Linked DNA regions of Pan troglodytes: region 1 is linked to region 2. The links are chromatin contacts, called in public HiChIP or PLAC-seq maps. All regions are on one chromosome and are shown on one strand. Each heading gives the region's core, a stretch centred on a gene start, on an enhancer-like site or on the middle of the called end of the contact. The rest is flanking DNA. Distances are from core to core; before and after follow the strand shown.

What was found. HiChIP or PLAC-seq counts read pairs in DNA pulled down with a chosen protein or histone mark.
Region 1: an H3K4me3 HiChIP or PLAC-seq map of stem cell-derived excitatory neurons shows a contact between it and region 2, with 3 times the contacts expected there. The contact joins the promoter of TMEM200C here to the promoter of L3MBTL4 in region 2. A contact is called at or near these places in 1 of 7 Hi-C or Micro-C datasets (stem cell-derived neural progenitor cells) and 1 of 1 datasets of contacts at active chromatin or transcription factors (stem cell-derived excitatory neurons).

The regions. Positions count from the first base shown.
Region 1 is chr17:25,006,675-25,010,553 of NHGRI_mPanTro3-v2.0_pri, reverse strand. TMEM200C (transmembrane protein 200C) reads right to left here and starts at 2,334. Exons shown (of 3, transcript XM_054672323.2): 1 at 2,244-2,334; 2 at 1,394-1,837. It overlaps LOC112206267 (a long non-coding RNA gene), which reads left to right and starts at 2,387. Exons shown (of 4, transcript XR_002940497.3): 1 at 2,387-2,475.
Region 2 is chr17:24,476,981-24,480,876 of NHGRI_mPanTro3-v2.0_pri, reverse strand. It overlaps L3MBTL4 (L3MBTL histone methyl-lysine binding protein 4), which reads right to left and starts at 1,967. Exons shown (of 19, transcript XM_063795947.1): 1 at 1,883-1,967.

The sequences.
Region 1 (3,879 bases), core at 1,085-3,584, 530 kb before region 2:
AAAATGTGTGGTAGGTAGAATTTTGCTTTTAATTGGTGATTGGGTGAAAGGCTTTGGCCCTTGAGTTCCTCCATTATATCAATATAGGCAGGATCTTTTCTCCATCAGTGGGAATGTAAATGGTAATCAGCTCTTTGCAATATTTGCAAATCAATATCTCTTTGGGACTTGGCTGGGTTTCAGTAAAGAGAAGCACCAGGTAGATAAGAGAGGGGTCAGTATAGAGAATACATCTATAAACCTTTAAGCTGCACCAGTAAGTACAGATTGAAACAAACAAAAAAAAGAGCTTACTGTCTATCTCTAATCCCAAATAAGTAAGCACATTTATTATGTGGCTGTAACATAGAGACTGTTGTTTTAAGTGATCCTTGGAGTCCAGCATCTTAAATAATCTGGAGATCCGTGGTTATCTTAAGAAGGCTTTAAGGACCAGACATTTTTTAGAAGCGAACTCAGACTCAGTTGGCAGGGTGGCTCTCCCACCGCAGAAAGGCTACATGTTTTGTTGGGCATTGATCAGGTGCACCGGGAGGCTGGATGCCTTGGGGGAGGAGGAAACCCACTTCGATTTCTCGTCAGCAAGGCAGCTTTGGCTCCGGTAGAATGTAAGGAAGGTTGGAATGGATTTCAACAGTCCTTTACCGCACATCTTTAAAATGAGTTTAATAGCTAGTAATTAAATCCCTCGTTTATTATTCCTTCAGCTCTGTTGAAGGCTGTACTCCCTTTTAATGTATCATCATCTGACACGAAATACAGACAAAGGTCAGATGCCACGGGAGACCCACCTTTGAGGTTTTCCTTTATACCTAATGAAAGAAAACAAACTTAGCAGTCCAGCTTGGCTGCCCTCGCAATTTACTGCCTGGAGCTGGTCTTACCGTGGTTAAAGAATGGAGGATGGGGGAAGCAAAGGAGGGATGTCTAAAAATACAACTGCTTCCAAGAGAGACATTCAAGTTCTCCGCTCATGATGGATTAAGCCCCACTCTGAGGCTCGGAGGCTCGGATCCCACAGGCTGGGAGCGCTGTGCTGTGCCCGGTACCCAACCCAGGTCCTCGACCCCGGCCCCTCACTGGCAGGGCGGCGACCTCCTGGCCCCTGGCTTTGGTCTGCTTATTGATGTTAGCTGGAGTCACATGAGTGCAGCAGCTGGGAGTCCGCCTCTGGAAAGAAGACAGGCAGGAGCCAAGTGAGGGCAATCCTGAACTAGCTTTTTCTGGGCAGCGCATCCCGTGTAGCCAGCCCAGGAAAAAGCCTCTCACCGAACACCAGCCCGGGGCGCGGGGGCTCGGGGACCCGAGGGGCGGGGAGGGGCCCCCAAGGGCTGGGGACTGGCAGAATTGCTCAAAATGGCAGCACTCTCCGCACACAAGATCGCTCACTTACCCAGGGAGACCGAGGGAGGTCGGGGCCGGCGAACGGGCGCTCGGGTGACACAAAGGAACCATGGAGAAACTTTTTCAGCCCGAGCCGACGGCGGAGCGCAGGGACAGCGCCCCGGGGCCCTGCATCCGAGCGCGGCTCAGCAGCCCCGCGGGGGCGAGCGCCCGCCCCAGGCTCGCAGTCCCCGCCGGCGCTGTGGCGGGAGCCATTTCCAAGAGTTTCCAAGAAGTGTCAGGTCCTCCGCATCCCGCATCCCGCCTCGGAGCCCTCCTCTCCGCCGCTCATCCTCCAGCTCCCGGCGTCCCCTAGCGCGGCGCTCCCGGGCGGGCCCCTGCGGCCGCGCCGCCGGCCCTCGCGCCTCTTTTGTGTGGCTGCGGCGCGCCGGGCTCCGCCGGGTGGAGTTGAGCCCGCGGCGGCGGCTCGGGGCGGCCGGACTGGCGGCTGTTGCTAAGAGACCGGAGCCATGACACAGGGAAATTGCGGCAGGGTGGCGGTCGGGGCCCGCCCGGCTCGGCGGAGTCGGGGGGCGCCCCCGCCCCCGCCCCCCGCCCCACCCCCTCGCCCCCCGCCCCACCCCCTCCTCCGGCGCCCCCCCACGCCGCCGGCCTTCCCCGCTGCCCGGCGTCCTCCGCCGCCCGCCGGCCGCCGCCCGCCGCCCGTCCCTTCGGAAGCGCCGATTTCTCGGGGAGGAGGAGGCGTGAGGGGAGGCGGCGGAGGTAGCCGGCACGGGGCGCTCGGGCCGCGGGGCAGGGGGCGCGGGGTGCCTCCTCGGCCTCGGCTCTCCCCGCCCCGGGGCGCCCCGAGACCGCCGCCTGCCTCCGCGGGCAGCTTTGTTCTTCTTTCTTCCAACTACCTGTCTGAGCCGCGGGCCCCAGAGGCCCCAAAGAGAGGCCCGGAGGGTCTCCCCAGCAGCATCCGAGGGGCGCTCTCGGGGAGCTAGGGGCCAGAGTCCGCGGTCCCTCCGTGCCTGCCTCCCTCCCCTCGTGCCTCGGTCTTTTGTTGCCTCTACTCCTCGGCACGGCACAGCCTGGGCTCTTTTCCCCCTCCCGCTTGGGAGTTTGCAGTGTGGACGCTCGGCGAGCACAGTAAGTTGTCCCCCAGCGAACTCGGGCCCGGGCGGAGTGGAGCCGCCCCCGCCGAGACGGGCGCACCGCGGGACGCTTGGAAGCCTCTGTCAGATGTGCTCGCGCTTCAGCCCCGCCGGGCTTTGTGACCAGCCTGACCGGGACCCGGCAGCTGGGGCTCCTCGGAGATCAGAATGGGCTCCGGGGCTCTTCCTTGGGCAGCCCCTCCTGCTCCTCCCCGGTGCGGTAATCAGCAAGCATTAAAAGGAAAACTATAATTCTCCAGGAATCAGGAATCAGGGTTAGAATCAAAGAGGGGAGGTGGGGGTAGGGAGGATGTCCAAACTCCCTACGTCATTTAAAAAAGAGAGAAGGCGAGAGAGAGAGAGAGAGAGAGAGAGAGAGAGAGAGAGAGAGATCCTGTTTCCTAGTTCATCCCTGTCTTCTCAACTGTAAAGTAAAAATGACAGGGAAAAGAGAATTTCAAAGTGGAATTTCCCCAAAGAGTATTGAGAAAGTGAGAAAGATTTCATTTATCTATTGAAATGAGGCAGCCAGGATTCAGGAAGAAAGGAACAGAAGAGCAGATGAAGCAATTGCTGTCTGAAATTTTGGATCCAGACAAATATTTTGGTGGTGGTGGGTGTTATATATTCTGAGTTTTGCTGCTTAGGGGTCCACAAAACCCACACAGGAGGGCTCTGCTGCCCGCAGCTCCTGTTACAAGATTGTTCCCCACATACACAGCATTCACTTGTGCTTAAATCTAGAGCAGACACTTTTCAAAAAGAACAATAAAGACAACCAATTTACAAGTTCAATGATATAAATGTGAACAGTGATCTAAGAGATGGGGATAGAGACGGTGGGGGACAGGAGGGAACGAAGCAGAAGTGTTTTCTAAAAGGCAACCCTGCATTCACCTGTTGGAAAGGTGGCCTCTGTCACCCTTTTCAAGCAAATAACGAATCTGAATGATGATCAGGGTGTCCGGAACCCACCGCCTTCCCCCTACCTATTCATGCTCAGATTCAGGCTATTAGAAAACAAACCATAATGAAGGGAAAGTTTTAAATCCCACATTGGGTTGTTTCCTTTCAGAGAAATCACTGCAAAGGAGAAATAATAAGATCTAGTTGTCGTTTTCTAAAGCCTTTTTGGCTCTGAACTTCCAGATCTCCTGAATCCCAATAATAATCTGGTATTTTTTACAAAGATTGGGCCTACAGTCTCATTTCATTGCACAGCTAGCTGCCAGAGTCTATGGGCGGCAGTTCCTGTGCTCTGTTTGCTGGGCTGTACAAACAGGAATAATACTGCAGAACTTCATTAGGATTTTAGGTGGATTAAACTGCTAATAGTTTCAAGTTTCTGTGTAAATTATAGCCATCATTTGCACATTTAAAACTCATTTGAGGGATTTGG
Region 2 (3,896 bases), core at 718-3,217:
CCACCACTTGTTTGTCACCTTAACCTTTTTAGGTGGAAGAGATTAGAAAACCGAAGAGCCACACTACACTTATTTCAGCCAAGGACTGAAACTGGAGCCTGCCACAAGCATCTTCTAGAACAGCTCCAACAGAAGGATCCAGGAGATGGGCCACCAGCAAGTCATAGTGGAGTCCAAGTAAGTGTGAAGTGAGAGCGAGTCTTCAGCATGGGAATGGCCGAGTGGGTCGTGGTGACCAGCTGCCTTCCTCTGACTGTTAAGTACAGCAGTCTCAACAGTAACAATGACCAGGCCTTCCCTTTATTTAGTTCCACCTCGGGGCATTGGCGCATTAAGAATGTCCCTCTACTAACACAGTGAAACCCCGCCTCTACTAAAAATACAAAAAATTAGCCGGGCGTGGTGGCGGGCGCCTGTAGTCCCAGCTACTCGGGAGGCTGAGGCAGGAGAATGGCGTGAACCCGGGAGGCGGAGCTTGCAGTGAGCCGAGATCCCGCCGACAGAGCGAGACTCCGTCTCAAAAAAAAAAAAAAAAAAAAAAAAAAAAAGAATGTCCCTCTAAAGGCATATGTAAGATAAAGCACACTTCGCACTTTAACCAGTGACTAAGGGAGATCAAAAGCAGGGGACAATACCCACCCGGAATTTGCGACCTCGCGAAAACGCTCTCACCAATCCCGCAGGTAAGTGCGGCGCTGGCCCAGGTGTGCCCAGCTCGACTCGCGTCCACCTGGGACCAAGCGGGCCCAAGAAGGCCCGGAGAGCAGGCGAGGGCGACTGTGGCCGGCGCGCCCCCCGCAGTTCCAGGCGGTGGCAGGAGCCTGAGAGCCGCCGTCCCAGGCTGGCCAGGCGCCCGCCCGCCATGCGCGCACTCCCTGGGCTCCCGCTCCCGAGGCTGGGCAGAACTCGCAGAGGAAGACAAGGGCAGAAAGCGGGTGGGGGGATGCAGCGCTCGCCCGTCCGGGCACACGACACTTGTCGGCTGAGGGGGACACGCGGGCAGACGGGGGCGTTAGCCCCAGAGGAAACAAAAGCCAAATGCCCACCGCCGGGCGCTCGATGGCCGGAGGACTGCCTGGGGGCCCTCAGGAGTCCCGTCCCGTCCCGCTCCCCCGGTCCCAGGCTGCGCTGGCTCTAGGGCGCCCAGGTAGCCGCGCCTGGCACCCCGACCCTGCCCTCGCGGCTGACCGAGGCGCCGGGCTCTGCGGCGGCCGCGCCCGTCCAAAGTAGGCGACAAGTGAGGCAGCGCCTCTCGCGGGGAGCCCGGCGCGCGCCCCGGCGGCGAAAGAGAAAGAGAAAGAGCCTGGGCCGGGACTGGGGCTATCCCCAACCGCCACCGCCCCCACCGGCCCGGCCCTCGCCGCGGGAGTCGTGCAGGCCCCTCTACCTGCCCGGGGATGGGGCCACCCCGCGCGGCGGCGGCCGTGGGCACCCACGCGGGCTCGCGACCATCCCACGCGGGCGGCGGCGTCCTTCTTACCCCCAGCGGAGCGGCGCCTGCCCGCAACGCCGACCGAGCTACAGGAGGGGGGCGAGTCGGAGCGCGAGGTTCCGCCAGCCCAGGCTGCGGCGCCGCTGCCCCGCGGTGCCCGGCGGGAGGGGCGCGAGGGTGCACGCGCGGGGTGGGGGCGCGGGAGCCGCCCCCTGCCCGCCCCGCGCGCATGCTCCCGCCGCACCTGCCTCGCTCAGTGTTCCACTCCCCGGGGAGCCGGGTGGCTCTGGGCCCGCCGAGGTCGGGGCTTTCCCATGGGAGGGAGGTGGCTGCGGCTGAATTTTCAGATGCGTCCTTCTCTGTATTCGTTCCCTGGAAAGGATTCCCCCAAATCTTGGCTACTTCCTGCCTGCCAGCTTGCTGCCTGGCAGCGAAGTCCCAGTAGCTCACCCATGCTTCATCCCAGCTCTTGGGGTTCACCGTCTGAAGGCTCTCTCCTCCGGATCCCTCTCGGTCCTGCTGCTCGCTCCGAATTTGCAACCTCCCCCATTCCACTTTCCTGCTCTTGACTTTGCTACTCACGAGTACCTGGATACCATTTCCAAATAAAATAATACTCTTTCCAAGTGGCAAGCAGTGTTTACTGACCCTGTTCTAACTGCTTGGAATTGAGCAGGAAACAGGAGCTGGGTAGATCCTGCCCTCATGGAACTTATGGCCTTACTGGCTAGCTTTGGCCTTTCTCAAAGCATTGTCTCCCAGTTTGGGAGGACTGTATTAAATCATTTATTTTGGCTTACAAATAAAGGTAGCTGATAATTGAAGACTATATGTTGTGACTTTTGAATGAAATGTTCTTTCATAGGATGCGTTGTGTATAAACCCTAGTATGCAAATAATAAATAGTAGGTACTAAATAAGTATTAGTTTGTTGCTTTCAGCAGGAAATTGAATCATTTAGCAGGATTAACAATGATACCATCCAAAATGATCTTTTTGGTTTGTCGTGGGCTACCATAAACAGAGAATGAAAACTTGCTTTTTAGGTGAGACTGGGCATTGTTGAAACATAATTTCGTGTCCTTACTGAAAAGAGAAATATAAACCCCTTTGCTAATGAAGTTTTTAAACTAGGAACAATGATCATAGAAATTTGTAAGTGCAAACACACGATTTGTGTTCTGTGCTCTAGTCAGTTAAGAAAAATATATTAGCCAGGTATGGCGGCTCACATCTGTAATCCCAGCACTTTGGGAGGCCGAAGAGGGCGGATCACTTGAGGTCAGGAGTTCGAGACCAGCCTGGCCAACATGGTGAAACCCTGTCTCTACTAAAAATACGAAATTAGCTGGGTGTGGTGGCAGGCGCCTGTAATCTCAACTACTCAGGAGGCTGAGACACTAGAATCGCTTGAACATGGGAGGCAGAGGCTCCAGTGAGCTGAGATAGTACCACTGCACTCCAGCCTGGGCAACAGAGCGAAACTCCAACTCAAAAAAAAAAGAAGAAGAAGAAAAAGAAAAACAAAAAGAAAAAGATATTAGAGACAAAGAGAAAAAGAAAGAAGTAGAAGACCTCAGTAGCGAGAGGAAAACATTTGAAACTCAGTTCCAACCAATTTTAACATTGTGCTAAGGACTTACAGTGTTGCATTACTGTGACAATGGGCATGCCTGCAGGTACCACCTTTGGTTGGATACTTGTTCACCAGATTGGATGAAATTAGAACGGGACTCAGCAGGTGAGAGTTCCACCTCCCTGCTACTCACAGGAACACAGATACCATTTTTGGTGAAGGATAAAGTGCTTCATTTATTGCAGTGTATCCCCAGTCCATCCCAGAGGTATTTATTTATCATTGGAGATTCTAGGTATTAGTAATAGAGATATCAAAATGCCCCCAGCACAGAAAGAGTTAAGTGCACTTCTGGTTCCACGAGCCCTTCAGAAAAGTGAATATTGATGTTATAATATATGAAATCAAAGAAGAAAGCTGGATTGAAATCCAAATAAAGTGAATTTACATCAGCCTATCTTCACTTCTTGGGGGGAAACAATTGTTTTTATAACATGTTTATTGATTATATTTGGTTTAAGTTTATGAAAGCAGAAACACTGATTTCAGGGGCTGGGTTTAAATAAGGAAAAGGATACACCAATGAAACAGGTTGAAACAGGCAGGAAACCTCATCTACAGCTACTTAAATGTAAGTGCATAGGTGCATAGTGCTGACAACATATGATTCTGTTCAGAGAAGCTGACATCTGTCTTAAACTATACTGTTATTCAAATTTTATGGAAATATAAGCAGGAATGCATTAGTACACTTCTTACAAAATTTTTGAAAAGCTGTTGTAGTAAATCCCTTTTATCTGAACAGCTGCAGATTAAAATGAAATAGCCATATTGTTGATTTTTATAACTTTGCTAATGATCCATCATGAGCAAAGGGGTTTATAGCAT